Regions from separate parts of the Sus scrofa genome. Here all the other regions are linked to region 1. Evidence: chromatin contacts called from public Hi-C and HiChIP or PLAC-seq data. All regions are on one chromosome and are shown on one strand. Each heading gives the region's core, a stretch centred on a gene start, on an enhancer-like site or on the middle of the called end of the contact. The rest is flanking DNA. Distances are from core to core; before and after follow the strand shown.

Region 1 (3,789 bases), core at 698-3,197:
GTGACAATGCTGTGTCCTTAACTCACCAGGCCACCATGGAACTCCACAGCGCTCACTTTAGAGAGAAGAAAAGGCTAGGTGGCAATATATAAACACCTTGCTTAGTTCATAAAAAGCTGACAAAGGGAAAACTTTGAAAGGTAAAACAATGTTGAAAGTCCATCTAAGAAAAGAAAAAAATAATTTATCCTTACCTTTGCCCCCAGGGCTCACATTACTTATAACACAGGGGTGGGGAGAGTGGGTGCCAGGAAATAGGCAAAAGCTGTCCTGGCCAAGGACGGGCCAAGGCACAAGACCAGAAAGGGCACTCAGGACACCCCGACGTGAACTTGCCTTTTTAGCTATTTGCTTACCGGCCCTTGTCACCTTCTTTGTGTTCTGTGACATCTTTACATGAATAGAGCACTGTTTTACTGTAATCCATTACCTGCAAGTGATTCCCATTTTCCTATGTTCCTTCTCCTTGTCTATAAAGGGCTCCATTGGCTCGCACTACGTTTGAGTTGTGGAATTTGGAGAGCTCTGTGGAGAGAGGACTCTGCTCCTGGTGTGTGGTCTCCAGTGGAGAGCATCGCTGCGTTCTGGTTGTCACAGGTGCTTAGGGTCAGAGGCAGCTGTCAGGGCTGTGTGATCCCCAGAGCCAGAGCACTGGGCTTACAGTAAAGTCATATTGCAGATGCCTTTAAAAAACTTGTACGCCTTCATCCAAGTACAGAAAACAAAAATTGATGACCATATCTGGCGTTGTCACTGCTGTGGCACAGGTTCCGTCCCTGGCCCAGGAACTTCCACGTGCCATGCATGCAGCAAAATAAATAAATAAATAAATATTGATGGTCACAATGTAAACATGTTGCCGTTACCAGGCCAAGAGATAGACCTTGTCCACCCCTTTAGCAGCTCCTCTGTGCTCTTCTCAAGCATGACCCTCTCCCTCCCCACTGGGTGGCTTCCTTATACCAGTCACTTACTTGTGGCAGGTGCTTTTTCATCCACACTGTGTCGCATTCTTTCTGCTGGTTCTCCTCTCTAACTGTGTCCTCCTGGGGGACTCAGGAAAGCCAGTGCTCTAACCTGTGGTCTCCGGGAGGCTGTACCTGATTCTGGCTCTTGGCTGTGTCACTGGAGCAGGACTGTCTCTGGGTGCAGGGGTGTTGTGTTCCTTCTGCATTTTAACCTCATGTGGAACAACAAGATTATTGGGCTTGGCCTGAGGCCCGGTGTTGGAAACGACCCTGGGTGGTATTTATGTCTCTTTTAGGCTGAACCCCTCCGGCCTCCTGTGGTGCCTTCCCTGGTGAGACCTGGTGTCAGGCCTGGCCTGGGAGCTGGCATCTGTGTACCTCTGGCACTTGGAGATGGATTTTCAGTACCTTCATTCCAAAGGACACACAGGTGTAATCAGAAACCCTGCACCTGTGGATCCTTGTAACTTAATCCCCAGTCACTAGGGGACTGATTGCATAGGAAGAAGGTTCCATAAAAAGAGGCTGTTATATAAGAGGATTTGGCATGGTTTCAGTATCATGGCATTTTAGCAAGGTGCATTTTGACTATGGTATAATGCATTCCTTTAATTGAATTAGCCATGTGCGATTATTTTGTTTCAGGAGCCACAAGACTGCTTGGCCTGTGTGTATAGAGTGCCTGTCCTGTGGACAAGGTCTTGGGACAGTGGCAACCCCAGTCTCCCATCTGGCCAGAGAATGATGGGTTCAAAAACAGCGACCATCAGGGGCTGATATCGAGGCCCAGGTGGCCCACCCCGTCCCACCACGTGCTATTAGATACCCCAGAGTGCCTAATAGGAAGGCACTGCAAGTGCCTAATAGGAAGCTGGCATCTGCCTGTAGTTCAGAGTGAAATTACTGCTCTGATGTTCTCAAGGCAGACGTTTGATGCTGGGAATGAGTTGCTGAAGCTGCCAGGAACTCTGCTGCCAAGGTTTTCTTTTGATTGGAAGTGCTGGATCATCTAGTAAGGGCCACAGCAGTGACCATGTCAGCTTCCATGACAGTGTTTTTCAAAGTGTGGTCTTTTTCTACCTGTGTGAATGGCAGGGGTACAGGGTGCTGCGTTTGTGTGTGTGTGCTGGGGGAGGAGGGGATGCATGCAGGGAGTGTTAGGGGAAAGTAGATTCCTGAGCCCCATACCCACCAAACCAAAGTCTATGGCTATGGAAACCAGGAAACTACATTTTAATCAATTTAATCACAAAAGGCCGTCACCTGGCCTTTTGTGCACAGCTGACTCCTAGAATCTCTGATCTAGAAAGTGGTAGTTGGATTCATTCATTTGGGTTGGGGTAAGTTGAACTAAAGAGTGCCTGGGGCCTCAGACTTATTTGTTGATCTGAAAGAAGGAAATGCACACCAACTAGGCTGGACTCTGAGATTTTTAACTGTCTGTTGAACCCAGATGAGGATATGCTCTCTGGTGGCTTGGAGATGTTACTGCAGTCTCTCCTTCCTTGTTTCTCCTGGTTGTGAGTGATGGGCAAACTTCCGGAGTCCTCAGTGGGGGTGGTGTGAGCTCATCTGAAATAGTGGTCAGCAGAGACCAGCTAGTGAGCCTGGCAACTGTTTGTGGAAGTATTTCCAGCCTCACATACTCTGAAAGCCAAATGTTTCTTTGTCCTGCATCCTTCCGCCTTTGAATTTAGCTAGTAACTCAGTTCTTCCTATATCAGTTGAGAGTTGAATCATCAAGAAACATCTGAATTACCACATGGATTTTTTTGTTAAAGTCAGGGTCTTGGTAGCTGCTTTGAATCTCTCAGTGTACGAAGATAAAAGATTTGTTACTCTTTTTAAAAATTTTTTTTTTTTTTATTTTGCTTTTTAGGGCCACACCTTCAACATAGGGAGGTTCCCAGGCTAGGGGTCAAATCAGTGCTGTAGCTTCTGGCCACAGCCACAGCTACAGCCACAGCAATGCAGGATCCAAGCCCCGTCTGTGACCTACACCACAACTCATGGCAACGCCAGATTCTTAACCCACTGATCCCACTGATCGAGGCCAGGGATTAAGGCGCATCCTTGTGGATACTAGTTGGGTTTGTTACTGCCGCGCCACAATGGTAACTCCTAAAAGATTTGTTACTTGTGAAGGGCACTGAGCACCTACAAAAAAACTGGCATAAATGTGACTAGATAAGCACAGCTCATTCCTAGAATGTGAGAGTCATAGAGGGTTTGAGCGGGAAGGAACCCCAGAAATCTTCTAGTCCGGCAGCAAGCTTTGGCTCCAGATGGCTTGTGTTCTGTTTTGGCTCTGCCATTTGAGACAAGCTCTGTAACTTCACGCCTCAGTTTCCTCGGCTGTCAAGTGAGGGTTTCTTTGTGCTGTGCGGGGATTACGGTGAGCCAGTATATGCACAATGCTTGACTCGTGTCCAGGGTGCAATAAATACTCACAGGCCATATCACAGATGAAAAAAATAGATCCAGAGAAATTCTGATTTGCGTGCGGTCAGATCCTTAGTTCCAGTTTCAGAAACCAGGCCTCTTCACTCTTAGTCTTATTTTGTTCCTATTGACTGTTCCCGTCAACTGGTTCTTAAACTATGACTTTATATCTGCCCAGTATGTGCACTAAAATGTGTGATGCTCTGCTTAGCTCAGAAACTATTCTTGAATAACAAGGTGTGATTGTAACCTAAGAAGACACAATAGGACTCTTCTAACCCAATGACTGTGGTCCCTTGACAAGTAATGAGGCCCTTAAAAATGACTGTTAGAAAAACTGTGTAGCTGGGCACAGAAACCATGTGGACTCTGATCACAA
Region 2 (3,602 bases), core at 183-2,682, 92 kb before region 1:
CTCACACATTATTTCTACCACCAACAAAGAAATGCCACTGTAACAGTTGCTGAATAGTTTTTATGCAAAACTGATGTTAGTGACAGATTTTTAGGCAAGTAATTTGTCTTAACACGTGTCATTTTATTTGTAAAAACTCCCAGGGCTAAAAAAATGAAGTTTCAAAAGTTATTTACTTTCTCTCCTGGAAAGGTAGAATAGATGTAAAATAACCAACCAACAGTCCTGTGTGATGGTCTTTTAAATTCAGAATCATAGCATTGTTATAGAGGTGAAATAAAAGCTATTTTCCCTGTACCTCACACCCCAGAAAGAAGTGAAGTTCCCCAGCCCTAGTAAGGACTGAAGAACAAATACACTGAATGGGCATACATTTGTCCACTGATATCCATGGGGGACTAGTTCCAGGACCCCTCAAGATATTGAAATCCACAGGTACTCATATGCTATGTACTCATATGCTATATACTCATATACTCAAATACTAATATAAAAGTATAGTATTTGCATATAACCTAGCACATCATCCTGTATACTTTAAATCATCTTTGGATTACTTATGATACTTAATACAATGTAAAAGCTATATAAATAGTTGTAAATACAATGTGAAATACTATGTAAGTAATTGCCAGCATATGGTAAATTGAAGTTTTGCTTTTTGGAACTTTATGGAATTTTTTTTTTTTTTTTTTTTTTTTGTCTTTTTAGTGCCATATCTGAAGTATATGGAAGTTCCCAGGCTAGGGATCAGATTGGAGCTACAGCTGTGGCCTATGCCACAGCCAGAGCAACACGGGATCTGAACCGCATCTTCGACCTGCACTGCAGCTCACAGCAAGGCTGGATCCTTAACCCACTTGAGCAAGGCCAGGGATTGAACCTACATCCTCATGGATACCAGTCAGGTTCATTTCCGCTGAGCCACAGTGGGAACTCCCTGGAATTTTTTTTTTTTAATATTTTCCCTCTGCAGTTGGTTGAATCTGTGGATTCAGAGCCTACCAATACAGAGGACCAGCTACACTTTATTTGACTTTATTTGATTTGATGATGCAACATCTTACAAAGGGGAGCAAATTCAGAAGACTCCTAAAAGAAAATTACAGTGCTAGCCCAGTTCCCCCCTACCACCAAACTTTGAAACATAACAGTTGTATACAGTGGAGTTGCCTGACTGCAAGATCTGAGAAGAGAATCTCTCGTGGCCCACCTGTAGTCTGCCCCAGCAGATGGACATCCAATTCCTTTCAAACATTTCAATCTCAGCCTCTGTCCTAGGCACAGAAGACCAAAAAGTAATGTTATGTTCCATAAGGGACTCTCAGTCAAATATGAAAAAATATAAAGAGTTGAATCTGCTGGCGGACGTGACAACCGAAAGATGTGAAGCAACCAATCTCTGGCCAAAGTGGATGAGGCAACCAGCCTTAATCAAAGGAAGAGGAAGCTGGTGTCCAGAACCTAAATGGCTTGAAATTGGTGAGGAAGGAAGCAGGAAGTAGGGCAAAGATGGACTGTGTCCAACTTCCCTTGATTCAACTCTCCCCTGTGAAGAAAAAAAACACACTCACTCCTTGGGGCAATCAAAATGTCTTTGCTCTTGTGACAGCTTCTCTTGGTGTGTTGGGGGGAGCTAGGAGCTCAGAGGTGCTGGGGCCCATTCAATTCTTGCCTCTGACAGAGCTTTAGCCAGACATCTGGGAGTACACCAAATTCTTTCTCTTTCCATTTGTGCTGCTTAAAACCAACTGGTTGTAATATTCTTGAAATTTTACATTGACTGTATACTGTATTGTTTAATGATTTCTTCATCTGTGAAGTGGGGGTAATGGCAGTATCTGCTTCAATGAGTTGTAAGGTTAAAGATAGATGGAAAGTGTGTAAGTATATATAGGATATAAGTGTGTGTGTGTATATTTATATATGTGTGTGTGTATATATATATGTATGTATATATACAATATAAAGTCCTGCTTTATCCACAAGTTTCTATACCAGTGCTTTTCATTTTCTACAAAAACCATCATTGTTGAGTTCCCGTCATGGCTCAGTGGTTAATGAATCCGACTAGGAACCATGAGGTTGTGGGTTCCATTCCTGGCCTTGCTCAGTGGGTTAAGGATTTGGCGTTGCCATGAGCTGTGGTATATAGATTGCAGACCCGGCTCAGATCCCAAGTTTCCGTGGCTCTGGCGTTGGCCGGCATCTACAGCTTCTAGCCTGGGAACCTCCATATGCCGCAGGAGCGGCCCTAGAAAAGGCAAAATAAAGACCAAAAAAAAAAAAAAAATCCAAGTTCTGAAGCTGGAAAATATCAAGGAAAATGGATTCTCTCCTAGAGCCTCCAGAGAGGAATGCAGCCCAGAAGACAGACACTTTCAAACATCGAAGACAGTTTGTAAAAACCCAAGTTCTGCTTCAAAGGCAGAGCCTGAGCCTGCATTTCTAATAAGCTCACAGGTGATACCAATGCTGCTGGTCCACGAACGTCCCTCCTTAGCCCAGCTGTACACTAAAACATTGGGCAGTGCTCACCATGCTTCCTGGCCTATCCTCCCCATCCAGTCACCTCTCAGACCTCATTTATCCTTGCTTTCCATACAGAGCCCACTCGAGCTGCTCCAGTCCCCTCTCTTTTCTCAAACAGGTATGGTCCTTCTGCCTGGCTTTGCCCTGTTTTTCCTTCTGCCTTTGGTCACCTGAATGGCTCACTACCTTACTTCCTGCGGGTCTTTATCTTAATGTCATTTTCTTAGTGTGAACTTCACGGACCATCCCATTTGACATTGACCCTGCTTTTCCCCCAGAATTCCTTCTTTCCTGCTTGATTTTTCCTGTTAGTCTCATCTCCATCAATACACACTGTATTCCTTTAAAAAAAATTTTTTTTGGCCACGCCCTTGATGTGTGGAAGTTCCCAGGCCAGGAGTCAAACCTGTGCCACAAAAGTGACCCAAGCCACTGCAGTGACAACCCCAGATTTTTAACCCACTGTACCACAAGAGAACTTCTTAAATTTTTTTTTCTTTTTTTTTTTGGTCTTTTTGCCTTTTCCAGGGCCGCTTCCTCGGCATATGGAGGTTCCCAGGCTAGGGGTCCAGTCGGAGCTATAGCTGCTGGCCTACACCACAGCTCATGGCAATGCCGGATCCTTAACCCACTGAGCAAGGCCAGGGATGGAACCCGCAACCTCATGGTTCCTAGTCGGATTTGTTAACCACTGCGCCATGACGGGAACTCCGAGAACTTCTTTAAATTTATTTATTGCTTTTTTTTTTTTCATTATACTGAAAACTCCAAAAGAATAGAGATTTTTAGTTTGTTTTTATTCTCCTGATCTCTCCCCAGCACCTAGCACATGATACTTGGCACATCATAATACATATTTTTAAGACTTAAATTATTTATTATTTTTAAACTTTTCCCTTTTTTAATAGACTAAGCCCCCAAATGGCAAGCATTTGGATTTTCTCACCCTTATATGTAGGATGAACTTGCTTGCAGCTATGTGTGATGGCCAGTGCTGCCCTTTCTGATTTCTTTATTAATATTTTTACTTCTGTTGATTCTTTCAAGTGACTTTATTTCTGGGCCCTTCC
Region 3 (3,556 bases), core at 445-2,944, 110 kb before region 1:
CTGGAAAACAGCTGGGGAGCATATACTAAGAGTTCTAAAAATACTTATACATCATCTCAGTAATTCTACTCTGGGACTCTTAACTCTCAACAAAGATGTATTCCTTAAAGTCTTCAATACAGCTTTATTTATACAGAGATAGGAACAATCCAACAGTTCTGCAGCAGGTGAAGAGATGAATAAATTATGACACAAGCTTCTTGTTGGAATGTTTATTAAAAAGTTACTTTAAACTGTGGTTTAAAGGCATTTCAACCCATCTTATTTATAAAATTAGGATGCAATGAAATTGACCTTTTTCAAAATGTGACCAGTTCTACGAATATCAGCATCCATGTAGATTTGTAGATTTGTATAACCACCACCAAAATCATGATAAGAAACTCTTCTGTCACCCAAAAAAAAACTCCCTGTGCTATTCCTTTGTCATCACATGCTGGCCCCCTCCCCCCAGGGCCTGACGACTAGGATAGTTTTCTGTATTTATAGTTTTATCTTTTCAGGAATGTTTTGTGAAAGGAATCATTGGCATGCACTTTGGCCTTTTGGGACTGGCTTCTTTTCACTCAGCATGTCTTTGAGGTTCATTAGTGTTGCTGTGCATAACAGTAGTTCTTTTTTTTTACTGCTGAGTGGTATTCCAATACATTGATATTATATAGTTTATTTATTTTACCTATTGAGGGACATTTGGTTTGTTTCCAGTGTTTGGTGATGAATAGAGTTACTATACACATTTGTGTACAGGATTTTGTGTGAACATAAATTTTTATTTCTAGAGGGTAAATATGTGGGAATGGGATTACTGGACCATGTGGTGCTATGATCATAAAAAATTATCCGTTTTTCCAGTGTTAAAAGCATTTTTAATAACAAAGGGAAGTGCTGATATTATAAAGGAGAAAGGAGAAAATGAAATTATATACATAGTATAAAATACGCATAAGAATAAGACTGGAAGGAAATATACCAAAATGATAAAAAGTGGTTTTCTTGCTGTGATTGGCTTATAGATAGGCTTTTTTTCCCTTCTTTTTCTGTGTAAACTTGATGGCTCCTGACATCACCAAGCAATGAGTAAAAACATATTAAATTTACAGTAATTACATAAATTCTAGTGCTCAGAGGCCCTACTTCTTCTATCAACTATAAATATCTAGTCTTGTCCAGAGAACCCTCTCCCTCTAGGTTTTTCTTATAAGAGCAGAACCATGAAGTCAGAGCAGCTTCGTGTATTTATGAGGTTCCTCTATTGTAATGTCTGAGGATTCTACTTCCTGCCCCCCTGTTGCCCACTGTGCTGCGCTACCCGCAACTCAAAGACTCTGCTTTCACCTTGGTCACCAGGCAATCTCCAGCTGCTTTTCTGGTGGCTCCTGGTGACACCTTTCCTCCTGTCATTCACAGGCAGGAATGGGCCTCAGGGGAACAACCTAATACTGCTCCCTCTGACCACTATCTTGCTGACACTACAGACTTGATCCTCACTCATACTGTTTTCTCTCAGGGGCCAATGACTCTCCCTCCATTCCAGCCTCCAGGAGGAACCTAAGGCTATCAGACAGGTCTGTCCCTGAGTCAAGCACACTGTAGACCAGGGACAAAGTTCCCGCCCACAGGACTCCTTACTCCAGTTGAAATCAGACAGGCTTCAGCACCCACTAGTCTTGAGACCAGAGAGAAGCTGCTGGGCATTCTCGGCCGCACACCACAGACCTCTAGGGGGCAATGTTGTCTCACACCACACGGTTATCTCTGTGCAGGTTAACTGAGCTCTCACTCAAGCCAAATTATCACACTAGTGTATTTTCTAAATGTTTAATGAATATGCACTACTTTTATAATCAGAAAAAATAATAAATTACTAATAAGCTGGAAAATCAGGGAGTTATTTAAACATCAAAGCAAAATACTTCTAGAGGGCATTATCTAAAATGTAAAAATAGCTTCCATTTTATTGTCTACTTTCTAGACCATTGCATTCTCTGTTAACTTGTCTCATGATTCAAAGCCCAAAGTTGTGTCCTTAAATTGCCAGATTATAATGACTCTTGATTTTAATTTTCCATATTTAAAATAGTATTGACCACCCATTTTTTTTTTTTTTTTTTTTTTGTCTTTTTGTCTTTTGTTGTTGTTGTTGCTATTTTTTGGGCCTGCTCCCGCGGCATATGGCGGTTCCTAGGCTAGGGGTCAAATCGGAGCTGTAGCCACCGACCTACGCCAGAGCCACAGCAACGCGGGATCCGAGCCGCATCTGCAACCTACACCACAGCTCACGGCAACGCCGGATCCTTAACCCACTGAGCAAGGGCAGGGACCGAACCCGCAACCTCATGGTTCCTAGTCGGATTTGTTAACCACTGCGCCACGACGGGAACTCCTGACCACCCATTTTTAAAGCTTCTAAAATAATTTTAGCAGTATCCTTTAAGTTTCTCAGAGGAAACCGAGGGCAATGCTTCTTCCCTTTCTGTTATATAGAGGTAGCAGATAACTAAAGACATGGATATTAGTCTTGGTTCTTACAAGAGCATCTATATATAAATACAAAATATTCTTTTTTTAAATTGTTATTGAAGTATAGTTGATGTATAATATACAAGTTACAAGTGTACAATATAGTGATTCACAATGTTTAAATGTTATATTCCATTTATAGTTATTATAAAATGGTAAGGTAGTATGTTATCCAATATATGTTTGTTGCTTATATTATACATAATAATTTGTACCTTAGTTCCCCACCCTGATATTGCCCCTCCCCCTTTTCTCTCCCCACTGGTAAACCACTAATTTGTTCTCTATATCTGTAGTCTATTTCTTTTTTGTTATAATCATTAGTTTGTTGTATTTTTTGTTCCATATGTAAGTGATATTATACTTGTATTTGTCTTTCTCTTTCACCTAAGTGAAATATAAAATATTCTAATAAGTGAAAAGAGAATGCTACCATTTACACACCTAAGAACATGAGTTTTGAGTCTTCTTTTTTTTCTTTTTGCAGCATATGGAGGTGCCCAAGCTAGGGGTCAATCAGAGCTGTAGCTGCTGGCCTATGCCATAGCCACAGCAATGCAGGATCTGAGCTGTGTCTGAGACCTACACCACAGCTCATGGCAATGCCGGATCATTAACCCACTGAGCAAGTCCAAGGATTAAACCTGTGTCTTCGTGGATGCTGGTCAGATTCGCTTCCGCTGGGCCATGACAGGAACTCCTCCGAGTTGAGCTATCCAGCTAAGGATAGATCACCCACTCCCTCCCTGTGACCACCCTCTGCCTTTCCCCCCTGCTAGTGATGAGCTGGACGTGCAGACCTATCATCTGTGTGGCTAGGGAGGAACAAGCTATTCAGAGTTATATGTTGGATGTAAAGATTACCAACCCCACAAGAAAAAACAAACTTTATTCATTTACCAATTAGTTATAGAGTGCCCACTTCCTGCCAAGCATTGTTCCAGCTGTTCAAATATAGTGGAAAAACTTGTGGTTTCCAATGAGACAGGTTGAGGGTTGGGGGAATGCCCTGAGGGTTTGGGATGCAAATCTATAA

What was found. A called contact is a pair of places that touch in the nucleus more often than the background predicts. HiChIP or PLAC-seq counts read pairs in DNA pulled down with a chosen protein or histone mark.
Region 2: an H3K27ac HiChIP or PLAC-seq map of alveolar macrophages shows a contact between it and region 1. The contact joins two enhancer-like sites. A contact is called at or near these places in 10 of 47 Hi-C or Micro-C datasets (alveolar macrophages, embryonic fibroblasts, fetal skeletal muscle and 5 more) and 1 of 2 datasets of contacts at active chromatin or transcription factors (alveolar macrophages).
Region 3: a contact with region 1 is called in a Hi-C map of alveolar macrophages, with 3 times the contacts expected there. The contact joins two enhancer-like sites. A contact is called at or near these places in 1 of 5 promoter capture datasets (liver), 21 of 47 Hi-C or Micro-C datasets (alveolar macrophages, blood, embryonic fibroblasts and 11 more) and 2 of 2 datasets of contacts at active chromatin or transcription factors (alveolar macrophages and skeletal muscle).

Annotation. Positions count from the first base shown.
Region 1 is chr14:99,392,924-99,396,712 of Sscrofa11.1, reverse strand. It overlaps a transcript of SGMS1 not described here. Among named protein-coding and RNA genes, the nearest start is that of SGMS1, 180 kb to the right of the region's middle. Within about 2 kb of position 1,947, at least 25 of the 83 cell types and tissues checked have an H3K27ac peak or open chromatin away from gene starts, as enhancers often do. A contact at or near this core is called in alveolar macrophages, fetal liver and retroperitoneal adipose tissue, where this site is marked.
Region 2 is chr14:99,484,256-99,487,857 of Sscrofa11.1, reverse strand. No RefSeq gene overlaps it. Among named protein-coding and RNA genes, the nearest start is that of MINPP1, 88 kb to the left of the region's middle. Within about 2 kb of position 1,432, at least 3 of the 83 cell types and tissues checked have an H3K27ac peak or open chromatin away from gene starts, as enhancers often do. A contact at or near this core is called in alveolar macrophages and retroperitoneal adipose tissue, where this site is marked.
Region 3 is chr14:99,501,954-99,505,509 of Sscrofa11.1, reverse strand. No RefSeq gene overlaps it. Among named protein-coding and RNA genes, the nearest start is that of MINPP1, 71 kb to the left of the region's middle. Within about 2 kb of position 1,694, at least 8 of the 83 cell types and tissues checked have an H3K27ac peak or open chromatin away from gene starts, as enhancers often do. A contact at or near this core is called in alveolar macrophages and fetal liver, where this site is marked.